Linked DNA regions of Mus musculus: regions 1 and 2 are each linked to region 3. The links are chromatin contacts, called in public Hi-C and HiChIP or PLAC-seq maps. All regions are on one chromosome and are shown on one strand. The core of a region is the stretch at or near the end of the contact, and the rest is flanking DNA. Distances in the headings are between cores, read along the strand shown.

What was found. A called contact is a pair of places that touch in the nucleus more often than the background predicts. HiChIP or PLAC-seq counts read pairs in DNA pulled down with a chosen protein or histone mark.
Region 1: a contact with region 3 is called in a Hi-C map of bone marrow-derived macrophages, with 32 read pairs. The contact joins the promoter of Map3k6 here to the enhancer-like site in region 3. A contact is called at or near these places in 2 of 39 promoter capture datasets (the C10 cell line and cranial neural crest), 2 of 484 Hi-C or Micro-C datasets (bone marrow-derived macrophages and embryonic stem cells), 17 of 115 datasets of contacts at active chromatin or transcription factors (CD4 T cells, T-cell acute lymphoblastic leukemia, acute myeloid leukemia and 11 more) and 3 of 9 other capture datasets (adipose tissue, liver and pancreatic islet).
Region 2: a contact with region 3 is called in an H3K27ac HiChIP or PLAC-seq map of embryonic stem cells, with 5 read pairs. The contact joins two enhancer-like sites. A contact is called at or near these places in 3 of 484 Hi-C or Micro-C datasets (bone marrow-derived macrophages, conventional type 1 dendritic cells and epidermal suprabasal cells), 18 of 115 datasets of contacts at active chromatin or transcription factors (T-cell acute lymphoblastic leukemia, cardiomyocytes, double positive thymocytes and 12 more) and 4 of 9 other capture datasets (adipose tissue, embryonic stem cells, liver and 1 more).

The regions. Positions count from the first base shown.
Region 1 is chr4:133,238,645-133,242,954 of GRCm38.p6, forward strand. It overlaps Map3k6 (mitogen-activated protein kinase kinase kinase 6), which reads left to right and starts at 2,174. Exons shown (of 29, transcript NM_016693.5): 1 at 2,174-2,787; 2 at 4,174-4,310. The coding sequence starts at 2,445. It also overlaps the pseudogene Fcnc-ps.
Region 2 is chr4:133,182,047-133,186,086 of GRCm38.p6, forward strand. It overlaps Wasf2 (WAS protein family, member 2), which reads left to right. Exons shown (of 9, transcript NM_153423.6): 3 at 2,923-3,057; 4 at 3,553-3,706. Among named protein-coding and RNA genes, the nearest start is that of Mir7017, 12 kb to the right of the region's middle. Within about 2 kb of position 2,650, at least 195 of the 459 cell types and tissues checked have an H3K27ac peak or open chromatin away from gene starts, as enhancers often do. A contact at or near this core is called in bone marrow-derived macrophages, embryonic stem cells, epidermal suprabasal cells and 7 more, where this site is marked.
Region 3 is chr4:133,036,387-133,040,689 of GRCm38.p6, forward strand. The region is part of intron 2 of Ahdc1 (AT hook, DNA binding motif, containing 1); the gene reads left to right. Among named protein-coding and RNA genes, the nearest start is that of Ahdc1, 27 kb to the left of the region's middle. Within about 2 kb of position 2,640, at least 206 of the 459 cell types and tissues checked have an H3K27ac peak or open chromatin away from gene starts, as enhancers often do. A contact at or near this core is called in bone marrow-derived macrophages, craniofacial prominence, embryonic stem cells and 10 more, where this site is marked.

The sequences.
Region 1 (4,310 bases), core at 924-3,423, 200 kb after region 3:
CATGGGGCCTGATAACATTCACCTCATTACTGATTGGAGGCTGCCTTGGGGTAATATCTGTAAGGGCTTCAGGCATCCTGTAGGGTGCCAAGGTGTCTTCCACTCCTTGCTGCAGGGGACTCTCATCTTCCACAGTGGGAAGACTTTTTTTTTTTAAAGATTAATTTATTATTACATGTAACTACACTGTAGCTGTCTTCAGACACATCAGAAGAGGGTGTCAGATCTCATTATGGGTGGTTGTGAGTCACCATGTGGTTGCTGGGATTTGAACTCAGGACCTTCAGGAGAGCAGTCAGTGCCCTTAACTGCTGATCCACCTCTCCAGCCCAGTGGAAAGACTTCTACCACTGATGGTGCAGAGCCTTATTCAAGATGGGACAACTGTGCAGTAACTGTCCCTGGTGCTGGGTTGTACGGATCCTGCAACTGAACCAATCTCAAGGGGCATTATGCTGCATCTGAGACCACTGCCCACATGTATGGCATTGACTGGACCTCAGAAAAAGGCATGGGTCACCCCTACTGTGGGATTACACATAATGCTTTGCTAGAGCACTCGATTGTCGGTATCGTCACTCCTTACAGCTTCCATCCCTTGGCCACCTCACTGCCAACTGCCTCTGCTTGCAGGGCCACTTTGTAACACTTTACAAATCTTTTCTTACTCAGGAGAAAACCTATAGAAAACAGGGCAGGGACACAAGCTTCAGTTCCATTCAAGGAAGAACTTCTAATCAGGAAGACGAATGGGTAGGACTTCTCCGGGCTTCAGATCCTAGAAGGATGCAAGAAATGCTAGGGGGCAGTGAGGTGAGAGATTCAACCACCCACTCGCAATCCTCCTGGGCCCCCAAGCCCAAAGTGGATGCATCTGAGGACAGCTTTCTCTCACTCTTTGTTTGCTGTTTGGTTGGTTGGTTGATTTTATGAGACAGGGTTTCACTCAGCAGCCCTGGCTGTCCTGGAAACTCTGTAGACCAGGTTGGCCTTGAACTCAGAGATTCACCTGCCTCTGCCTCCTGAGTGCTGGGCTTAAAGACATGTGCCACCACCACTTGGTTCCCATTTGTTTCTTGTAAGTGTGTTTTCTACCCAAACCTCTGTAATGGGCCACATTCTCCCTTTCTATTGCTCGTCTATCCCATTGGTTCAAACCTAGGAAGATATATTTTTTTCCTTCCATGAGACAAGAAGGCTGTGAAACAGAGGCTTCCTACCGTTTGTTGAAAGGTCCATTTGTCCAAAGCCCCAACATATTATTTTTATAAAGTTTTAGTTTTATTTCATGTGCATCTTTTGCCTGTAATTATATATGTGCACCATGTATGTGCTGGGCGCCTATGCAGGTCAGGAGAGTGCCAGGACTCCCCTGGGCCTACAGTTACAGATGATGGTGAGCCACCATGTGGGTGCTGGGAACCAAACCAGGGCCCTCTGAAAGAGCAGCAAGTGGTCTTTACAGCTGTGCTGTCTCTCATGCCCAAGCCCTACCATAATAAACGATTATGAAACATGGCCCTAACCTCAGAGTCTCAAAGTCTCATTTCTAAGTTCAGGGCCCTCTAAGGTTTATAGCAACTTAGATTCATACTATGATGTTAAAGCTTCTTGGTGAATTTGAAGCCGGGATAACCTTGTAACCCAAAAAGCGGAGACTTCTGGAGTTCCTTCAAAGGGTAGATAGGAAGTTTACCGTAGAAGTGCTTTTCAGCTCCATGGTCAAGTTTCGGGTGGACCAATAAGGTCCACAAGGTTTCACTGCAAGAGAGGCTCTGAGGAAAGCGCTTGTCAACATTCTGACCCCTACCAGCAGGAACATTACATGTGCCGCCTACACAATGTTTTGCTCCCCCGTCCTTCCCCCGCCCAGTGTCCATTCATTTACCAGGTCCCTGCAGGGCGGGGCTGTCCTGTTTCCTATCCCTGGGCTGGGCACACGTCTTACGAGCGCTTGCAGTAAGCAGTCAACAGTGTTTGGCCCGAATAGGGGCACAGGCTGTTCCGGAAGTGGACAGTGTCAGAGGTTCTAGCCGGAGAGGAGGGAGGGAGAGCCGCTGGGGAGCCTCATTGCCCCAGGGCCGAGGGTGGAGCCTTTCCCAGTCGGGAAAGGGCTGGGCCCAGCCTACATGTGAGGGCAGGACAGAGTGACTGCCAGCGCTCCCTTGAGAAGTCTGGGTGTAGCACGCTGCCGGTTGACTTCCCAGGACTCTTCTGTGACCTGTGAGCCGAGGATTACTGGGTACCCCAGATTCCCAGAACCCAGTCCTGGATTGCAGATCTGTAAGGACCGTGAAAGATTGAGCAAAGAAGTCTTTCTGGACTTAAGAGTTCCGGAACAGGACGTCCAGCCCATCTCCGGATCCCGACTGGATCCACACCTTCAGCCTCGTGCCCTGTCCCGGGTTCCCCGCGCCCGGGGCCCCGCGCTTGAGCGCCCCCGCATGGCGGGGCCATGTCCTGGGGCCGGGGTTCTAGAACGGGCGGGCAGCTGCTGGCAGGACCCGCTGGCGGAGGCGCTGAGCCGGGGCCGCTCGTCTCCTGCGGTCACGGGTCGGGGCTGCGCGCGGAGCCGGCCTCTCAGTGTGGTCTACGTGCTGACCCGGGAGCCGGGGCTCGGGGTGGAGCCCGGGTCGGGAACCGAGGCAGAGCCGCTGCCGTTGCGATGCCTGCGCGAGGCCTGCGCTCAGCTCCAGGGCACACGGCCACCCCCGCAGCTACGCAGCCTACCCTTTGCGACGCTGGCGCTAGGCGACACCGCTGCGCTGGACTCCTTCTACAACGCGGGTGAGCGTCTCGGGGCGGGGCTTGAGTCTGGGCGGGGCAAGGGGCGGAGCTTTAGAACCCTGACGGGGCGGGTGTGGGTACCAGGTCTAGGGAATTTACGGTAAACTAAAGCCGAACTTGAGACAAGGCAGTAACGACAGGGCATTTAGTGGATTATGGATGTGATGGGCTTGAGGCTGGATCTGGGGATTCAGGCCTGGCTCCGGAGTTTAAGTATCTTTCGGTGAGCGTGGTGCCAAGCAGGTGGGGCGGAGCAGGCGAACTCTAAGGGCGGGGCTGGGGAGGGGCGGGGCTGAGGGAGGGGCAGAGCTGCGCTTCCCTGCGTAAGCGGGAGAACTCTTTTTCAGGATGATCTCACGTTGGACTTTTGAGGGTGAATCAGGCCTGAGACGGAAGTTCGGTCTATGGCAAGGGGCCATCTCTGCAGGATTGGGGTTGATAAGTCCTAGCATACTACATCCCACATGGGACTAAAGGGGCGGGAAAGGAAGTACTGAGGCAACTCTTCGGGACTGGATTATAGGAGAAAGGGATTGTATTTGGAGACTAGGAGTCGAAAGAAAATGGGTGGGGCAGGGGTGGGTCTAGAGGAGATACAGGGAGTCCAAGGGTGAGGTCGGAAGATAGCTATTCCTCTCTTTCCCACCTACCGGATGCTCCACCTCATCCCTATTTGTTTATCTCCGAGTCAGAGAGCCTTGTATCCTGGACATCTGCTAAATTGTAGCTTAAAAATGAAGGCTGACCCGGTCAGACCACAGATAAAGTGGAATCATCTGCGTTGACTCATACAGTCCCTCCCTTGCGGACATTGTCACTTAAAGATGGCTGGATACAGTAAGCTACACAAACACACATAAAAGCACGACGTTGTCTTCACACACGATGATGCAGATCACCCTCAGGACCCTGGCTTCAAGACTGGAGAGATGGCGCTGAGGTTAAGAGCACTTGCTGCTCTTCCCGAGGACCCGAGGTTCCCAGCATGCACACGGGGTGTGCATGCTCACAACCACCTGTAACTTTATCTCCAGAGGATCCTGATGCCGCTTTCTATCATACACTCACACCAACACACACATACATATAAATAAAACAAGAGAGAGAGGAGAGAGAGAGAGACAGAGAAAGAGAGAGAGAATGGGACTTCTTTTTGCAAAGTTCCTGTCTCCTACATAACCTGGAAGTGCTCAGTGGGATGAAGGTCCCTGGGCATCTCCTGTAACACCACCAATAAGAGTACTGTGAAAACCCCGGGAAGCTCTCGAGAGCAGCACCGACTTTGGCATGAGGTGCAGGCAAGGCACTTGACGTGGCATGCATCTCCAGGCTCCTTTGCCACTGAGGTGGGCTTCCACGCTCAGGCCTACACTTCTGTGTCCACAGATGTAGTGGTGCTGGAGGTGAGCAGCTCCCTGGCACAGCCTTCCTTGTTCTACCACCTCGGCGTGCGTGAGAGCTTCAGCATGACCAACAACGTGCTCCTCTGTTCCCAGGCAGAGCTCCCTGATCTGCAGGCCCTT
Region 2 (4,040 bases), core at 1,400-3,899, 150 kb after region 3:
GATGGCTCAGTGGTTAAGAGCACTGGCTGTTCTTCCAGAGGTCCTGAGTTCAATTCCCAGCAACCACATGGTGTCACACAACCATCTCTAATGAGATATGATGCCCTCTTCTGGTGTGTCTAAAGACAGCTACAGTGTACTCACATACATAAAATAAATAAATCTTAAGGGAAAAAAAGAAGAGTACTTGTACTCAGATCTGTGGTACATGTATCTCAGAACCCAAAAGCAGAGGCGGGTGGCTCTTTCTGAGTCTGAGGCCAGACAAAGCTACATAGACATTACAGAGTAGGACTCTTTTAATTCTTTTATTGGAGAGGAGGGTTTGTTTTTTCAAGACAGAGTTTCTCTGGATAACCCTGGCTGTCCTGGAATTCTCTGTAGACCAGGCTGGCCTCTAACTCTGATCTGCCTCCCAAGTGCTGGGATTAAAGTTGCGTGCCACCAGTGCCCAGCCAACACTTACAGTTCTTAGACCAAAGTTTGGTTTCCTACACCTGCATAGTGGCTTACAACTTCCTGTAACTCCAGTTTCACAGGATCTGGCACCCTCATCTGTCCTCTGTGGGCAATCACACACACACATGTGCATACTAACAAACAAAAACACGCATTTATGTAGATAGGAATAAATATAAGAAGTACTCCGGCATAATAGAAAGAGCTGCAGCCTTGGCTGGGTACAGTGATACACAAGTCATCTCAGTGGTGAGGAAGAGAAGGATGAGATCATGGCGAGTTTGAGGCCAGCCTGGTCTACTAAGTGAATTTGAAACCAGCCAGGGGACGAAGTGAGGCAGTGTCTAAAAATAAAGATCTGAGCTCTAACAGTCTGAGGCTTCTGATTTGAGGTCTGCTGCTCTTTCCATTTTCCATAGTGTGATTCTGAGTCGCCCAGGGCCTGACCTGACATGGCAAGGAAGAGGCCAGGCAGTGCTGGTGCACGCCTTTACTCCAGCCTGGTCTACAGAGCACAGCGAGGGCCACACAGAGAAGCCCTGCCTCAGAAAGGAGAAAGGAAAGCTGAGCACAGGCCTTTAATCCCAGCACTTGGAGGGCAGAGGCAGGCGGATCTCTGGGTTCAAAGGCTCCTTGTCCGGTGGCTCTGGAGAGCAGCTTGGGAGTGACGAGGAACAAGCAGGGATCCATGACCCTCACACTGTATGAGAAATTACTTCAGTAGAACATCAGACCAAGATGAAGATATCTCTAACTTATCTATCTCTGACGCAGGAATGTAGGACTTCTCCTGGTGAGGAGGTCACTTTATGTTTTCTAACTCACAGTTTTCAAAGATCTTGTCTGCACAGAAAGTTCCGAGCCAGCCAGTGCTCCATAGTGAGACCCTGTCTCAAAATAATAATAATAAATTTTGTATATTGAGATCTTTTGTAAGATTTTTACCTGATGCCCACTGTCACAAGCCCTTCTACTGTGGAACCGAAAATCTCAGTCTTCTCTGGGAGACAGAAAGATGGGTTAACTTGTATTTTTCTCTTTTCCGCCAGAGCAGTTGAATTTTTACATTTGTTATGAGACAGAGTCTCACTATGTAGTCCAGGCTGGCCTTGAACAAACAGCCTCCCCCTCGGCCTCCCAAGTGCTAAGATTACAGGTGGGAGCCACCACCATTGGGTGTTTTTAAGGTTGGTTCATTTCCCATGCATAATCCTGCGTTATTTCTTTGCTTTTGTTTCCAAACACAATTTTTCTTTACCTGGTGGAGCAGGAGCACTGCTGTATTATCAACATATCAAACAGGACCTTCTGCCTGCAGCAGAGCAGGGACGCAGCATGTTGGCCTCTGAGTCCTTTGAGCTCAGGAATGCCTCTTGACTGTTGCTGCATGGAAGCGTGCAGTATGCAGAATTGGGAGCTCCTCCTTGATTTATTAAATGCACCAGGAGCTCCCAGTGCACAAGTTAACTGCAGTTTACCCCGAGGGTGTGGTTTTGCCCTTCCAGGCTAGGTTAGCCTAATTCCCCCTTAAATATGTACTAAGCTTAGAAGCTAAAGGAAAAAAAAATGAGACCTTACTTTAACTAGGTCTCAAACTCTCGTCAGGTTGGGCAGTCGTTTACGGCTGCCTTCCCTTTGTGCGTGAGCATCCGAGGTGTGGAGACTTACTCCTCATACCTCTCCCATCCCTTGCGGCTCAGAATAACAGTGTGGAGGTATTTATTCCACATGGCGGTTTCTTTGGCTACAAATTCTCCTTGCATTCAGGGTTGAAAGTACAGAACTCTTTTCTTATTCTAAAAAGTGAGACCTTGTGGAAAAAGACCAGTGGTGTCTTGTTTTTCAGGGAGGGCTTGAATATCTCAGCTTTTCGCTTGTTCCCTGGGGTGTGGATTTGAAGGATTGTAACCTGGAGCAAAGACTTTGAAAGCTGTGGGTTAGAGAATGTAAGGTGACCTTTTCACCCTTAGAAGAAATTTGGCATCTCTGTGTGGGGTGGGAAAATTCAGGCCCCTTAGAGATACCCACATCTTGGTTTTCAGTGGGCTTTTGAAATTCAACTGAGGACGTAATTTAGTGTATTAAGCATGGACGCCTAGTTGTTGCTCTAACTTTCAGGCTGCTCTCAGAGCCGTTTTACAAGGTGCTTTACAGAACAGGAGGGTGAGAGCCAAGGACAAATGTTTGCATACACTGGCTGCTTTTCCGGGACTAACTTGTTGACATTGCACCTTTCGATTTTGTTGAACCTGCTTTTAATTTCATGTTTGTTCAGAATTTGCCAAAGAGGTTCTATTAGTTATGGACTATATAAGCACAGAGTGACCAGGCTATGGAAACTGTCTCTTTCTCCAAGAACAAGCATGTGTGTGTGTGTGTTTGGGGTACGATATACTCTTTAGTCTTTGGGCTGGTTCCTCTCACTCCTGTGCACTAGTGACTTGCTCTGTTTGCCCTTTCTAGGTAAGTATGCAGAGGACATTTTCGGAGAGATTTGTACTCAGGCAAGTGCCTTTGCCTCCCGAGTAAACTCCCTTGCTGAGCGGGTTGACCGAGTACAAGTTAAAGTCACTCAGCTGGATCCCAAGGAAGAAGAAGGTAAGGAGGCTTAGCCAGAGCTGCAGGCTCTGCCGAGGAGTGCCTCAGAATCCTGCCCTGGTTTGTTACAAAGCAAGAGGAGAGATCAGAGAGACTGATATACGTCTACTTGGAAGCGACATAAGCCTAGGTGGTGTAAAGAAACCTTTTTCCCTTTACCACACAGCACACTGCCATCCCCCCAGTCCCCTTGTTCTCACGTTTCCTTTCCCTCAGTGGTATTTTGCTACCATAAAAGTACTTGGAAGACTCATTTCACCCATGGAGAGGCCTGCAAGATCTGGCCACATAGTAAACCTTTGTGTTGCTTCATCTGTTCAGTCATGAAATGGCTGGGCTGCTGACAGCCTCGTGGGGCTTCCCCAGAGGGGGAAGGGAAAAAAAACCTGGCTGCCAAGAAAGGCAGCAGCTGAGGCGTCTCCGACGGTGTGACTCAGTGTTTGCTCAAATAGCCTGCCGTCCATTTTCTAACGCCTTCCATCTTCCTTCTCTCAGTGTCACTACAAGGAATCAACACTCGGAAGGCCTTCAGAAGTTCTACCACCCAAGACCAGAAGCTCTTTGACAGGAACTCTCTCCCGGTGCCCGTCTTAGAGACCTATAACAGCTGTGACGCTCCTCCCCCTCTTAACAATCTCAGTCCTTACAGGTAACCGTGCGCTCGCTCTCTCTCTCTCTCTCTCTCTCTCTCTCTCTCTCTCTCTCTCTGTGTGTGTGATTAAAAACTGCATTGTCTAAAATCTCTAAAGATAATATCTGTATCAGAGAGAGAATACTGTTGAACTCCCTGCCCACCCCAGCAGAGACCGTTAGCTCATTCTTGTCTGGTCTCTGACGGACATGCCGCGTCTCCTATGTACTGAAAGTTTGCTGTACCATTGATGCTGCAAAGTTTAACTTGGGAAAAGTAAGTCCATCTGGATTCCATCCAAGGAATTTAGTTATTACAGAAGCAAGAGGACTTGTTAGCAGGCAGTCCTGCA
Region 3 (4,303 bases), core at 1,390-3,889:
AGGTTAGCCTAGGCTCTGTAGTGAGCGCCACACCAGCCTGGGCTACAGAATATAGTCATGTCTCAAAAAGAAGCAATAACAACCAAAAATTTGACAGTGGCTGAACATACTTAAAAATCTCTGGCTTTGCCTAAATTCACAGAAAGCTGGGATGGGGAAGCATGGGGTGTTGAGATTTAGATTCCCCCCCCCCCATAAGGCTGTGGTCTGGATTGGGGAGGTGGGTGATCTGACAGCTACAGATATTGATCTGGAGTTGGCAGAATTTTGGTCATATACCAGAACATCATCTGATCTAGAACAGCGCACAGGATCTAGAATAAAGCACAGTGGAAGGAAGGAAGCATTTCCTAAAACCTGTTTTTCTTTTCTTTTATCCTTTTCTTCTTTTTTTTTTAATTTTTATTTATTTATTTTGAGGCAGGGTCTTACTGCACAGCTCTGTCTAGCCTGGACCAACAGAGATACGCTTGCCTCTGCCTCCCTGGTGCTGGGATTAAAGGCGTGCAACCACTTTTTTTTTTCCTAAGACAGGTTGTCTCTGTCGCAAAGGAGTCTTAGACTCCCACGTGCTGGAATTACAGGCATGTGCTGGGGGCTCTAAGGAAGAGAAGAGAAGAGAAGCAAAATCCATTCACTAATGTATCATATCTAACGCAGCACATCAAAGGTAGGGTCACCTCAGCATATCATCATTACAGGACTGCTGGGCTACTTTCCTTTTTTAATAGTAGGACTAAAGAAACTGCCGTGTATTTTATCCATCTCTCACTTGAGACTAACAGTGTTCTCAGAAGCCACGTGTGACAGGTGGCAGCCTTTTCTTTGGGACGAGGGTCCAGGAATCATGAGGCAGAATTATCTGGAATAAATTGAGTTGAAGTGTTGGGTTACACCTTTAGCCACTTTGCACCGGTATAGACTGGCCCAGCAGGAGAAGGCACCTGGGCTGTGGGTTGAGGAGAAAGGATTCCCCTCCCTCAGGGTTCTGACCAACTGGCCCCAGGTGGAACCTCTACTGCGGCTCCCCCGCCTCTCAGGGCTTTTTGGCATCGCCTCTGAGCACCGGTTCTTAGCTCCTTCCTTTCATCCCAATGTCACCTCTGACTCTGGAGTCCGTCCTGGCCTGGTAGGTGGGGGAAGGCAGGGTGGCAGCTGGACCCTTGGAGCAGAAACCCTGCCCCTCTAAGCCAGCTGCTGCCAGCCTTCCTGGACTGACTCTATGGAAACAGGGGACCCGGAGACAGAAATAAACTGCCAGGTTTCCGGGGCGGGAGGGAGGGTGTGATATGTGACTGCCAACCTTTGTGTTTCCTTGCTTGGAGTGGTGTGTGTGTGTGTGTAGGGAGCAGGAAGCATCTCCAGGCTCTGTGAGGATGCGCCCCCCCCCCACGCCCGCCCGCCCGCCCTGTGTCACATCTCTCATTTTTGTACCCCTTACCTCTGAGGCTGGGTTGAGTCCGGAATATGATAAACAAGTTAACTTCAGGGGCCAAGTAGTCTGAGACGAGCATTGGAAAGCAGAGTGCAGTCTTTGGGCTCTTGGACATCCAAAATGGTATCCATCTTTAGACCCTCTAGCTGTCCCACAGCAGGTGCTGAACCGACTCAACTGTTGCAGCGGGGTACTAAAGAGTTGGGAGACCTCTATTGGGTACCTACTCTGACACATTGGGCTTTAGTTTCCGCCTCTGTTTAAGGTTTAATTACTTTGTGTCAGTAATTAATATTCTGAAGCCAGTTTGTCTGACTTTGGGCTGTGCTGCTGTCAAACCTCTGGCAGGTCACTACTGAACCTCAGTTTCCTCCGGCAAGAAACACTGTATCTTTATTGGGACCTTAATGGAGTTAATGCTCTTTGATACTGCAGAGCCAGTGTGCATGTTGTTGGCCACTAATATGAAGTAGGCGCTAGATGTAAATGTATGAAAATACACTGTTTTGGTGTAAGGGACTTTTACTCTGAAAGGGGGGATTTTTAAATCCCTCTCAATAAATATCCCTCCCCCCTCAAAAAAAAAAGTTTTGCTCAGGAAAAGGCGCACGGCAAAGTGAATAAGGTACTCTCCGAATAAAGCCGGGTAGCTCATCCCAACTTACAGGTAAGGAAATCGAGGCCGGTGATTGGCCACTGGTGCTCGGCGGCGCTATCCAGTGAGGCCTGAGTCCGCCGCTGGGGAGGGAGTGCCCGGGCCGCGGGCGCTCACCGGAGGAGGGGCGTGCAGGTAGCGGGCGCCTCGCAGCCACCAGCCGCAATCAGGCGGTGTTAGCAATTCTGCCGCTCGACCGGCCGAGCAAGCGAGTCGGGCCGGGTGTCTCCCGGGCCCTCCCCAGCCCCGAGCCGGATAGAAGCGGCCCTCCCCTCCCCTTCCACGTGTCCCTCCTCCGCGGGTAGCCGAGGGCCCCGGCTAGCGGGACGGGGGCCAGGAAAAAGCCGAAAACAGCGCGGCCGGGCCGCTCCCCTCCCGCTCAAAATAGCCCCCGGCCGGGGCTGCCACGCATTCCGCCGTCCCCGGGGCGCGGGAAGGAGCGGCGGGCCGGGCGACGTGGCTGCCTCGCCGAGTGGGACTGGGTGGGGGCGAGGGCGGGCCGCGCGGTCGCTCGCTCCCTCGCTCGGCCGGCCCGCATGTGGCTCTCCTTCGGGGAGCCTTGGCAGCCCAGGCGGCGCGCTGCGCCGGGATGATGGAGAGCTTCTGGAATTTCCTGCAGCTGGAGAGCGCGAGCGGCCGGGGGAGCCGGCCCAGCGCGGCTCGGGAAGGGGGCGCCGAGCCGGCCGACCCCCGCACGCGTCTCCGTAGCCTCCGCCGCCGCCGTCGCCGCTCCGGGGGTGGGAGAGGTTTCCCGGACCTCCCCCGGGCGAGGCGGGAGGCTCCCCTCCCCCGCCGCTCCTTCGGGGCTGGCGGGGGTCCAGGCCCGCCCTTCCCCGGCCTGGGCGGCGGACAGGGGCCAGGTGCAGGCGACGCCCCTCCCCCCGCCGCCTGGTTTCCCTCTCGGCCCCGTCACCTCCGCCGGAGTCAGAAGCCCTGCGGCCTCCTGGGGAGGGGGCGGGGGCGCAGGCGCGGCCACCGGGCGGCCAGGTAGCTCGAGGGGCGGCGGCGGCGGCAAAACTCCGGAGCGGCTTCTTTCGGCCGGCAGACCCGCGCCTCCTGCTCGAGCCGAGGCGTCGAAGGGCTTCCTCTCTGCCGAAGGCAGGCGAGGCCGTTCGCTCCCAGGCCCCCTTCTCTGGCAACGACCGAGCCAGTGGACCGCGGACGGCTGGGGACCATCCTTGATGATTTCCCCAACTCCGGCAGCAGCTTGCTTTGGGGCATAACTGCACCCTGCGGGTCAGGGAGTCCAGAAAAGGGACCCGGGAGGGAGGGCGTCCCGTTTACCGGAGCCCCGAAAGCCAGGGGAGTTGGTAAGTGACCTCTCAGGGCTCTTCCTTTTCTCTTTTCTTTTCTTTTCTTTTCTTTTCTTTTCTTTTCTTTTCTTTTCTTTTCTTTTCTTTTCTTTTCTTTTCTTTTCTTTTCTTTTCCTTTACTGTTGGGAGTGTGTCCGCGCGCGCGTGTGTGTTCAGAGATTACTTTCCCCACAACTTTGCCTGATTCTAGTACCGTTTGGTAAAGTGCGGATGGAAACGGATGAACCGTTTGGCCACTCCCAGCCGAAGGCTCTGATTCAGTTACAATTCCCGCCCCCACCGAGCTCACCGCGCCGCGTTAAACCGAAGCATCGGTGGTAGTAGGCATGGTTTGATTCTTTCTCTGCCCTGCACTGTTCAGTGTCTTTGGGCAAGTCTCTTTACTCCTTTACCTTTGACTTTTCTGAAAAAACTAGGCCTTGTGGGGCTTAAAGTTGCACATGTAAGGCAATTAGTGTGGGGCCAACTCAGTAAGGACACCTGAGTACCAGCAGTCGCTTTCAGGAGGATAGAGGCCACCCTTAAAGCATTAATCCCATCTGCCTTCCACTGGCCCCTGTATAATGTGGTTTCCCAAGGTAATCAGTGTCTCGTGAGAAGGGGATGGAGAGGGAGAGCCGTTGGCGTCATTGAGTGTTCATTTATTCATTAAACCCGTGCTTACTGTTAGGTTCAGGTAGATCTACACGGAGTAAGAGACCTTGTAAGTGCTGGGTGCTGGAAACCAGTTCTGGGCACAATGTATTAAATTAAAGCCCTTCCTCCCCAGCCTGCTCTAAGTGTGGACTGGAAACTGATGCCCAAGGTGGGGGCTGGTCTCCTCCGGATGCTCCCACTGTTCCGCTGGGGGGTGGGGCTGGCAGAGGACAAAGCTTGGCGTCTCCAGGTGTAAGGCCCAGA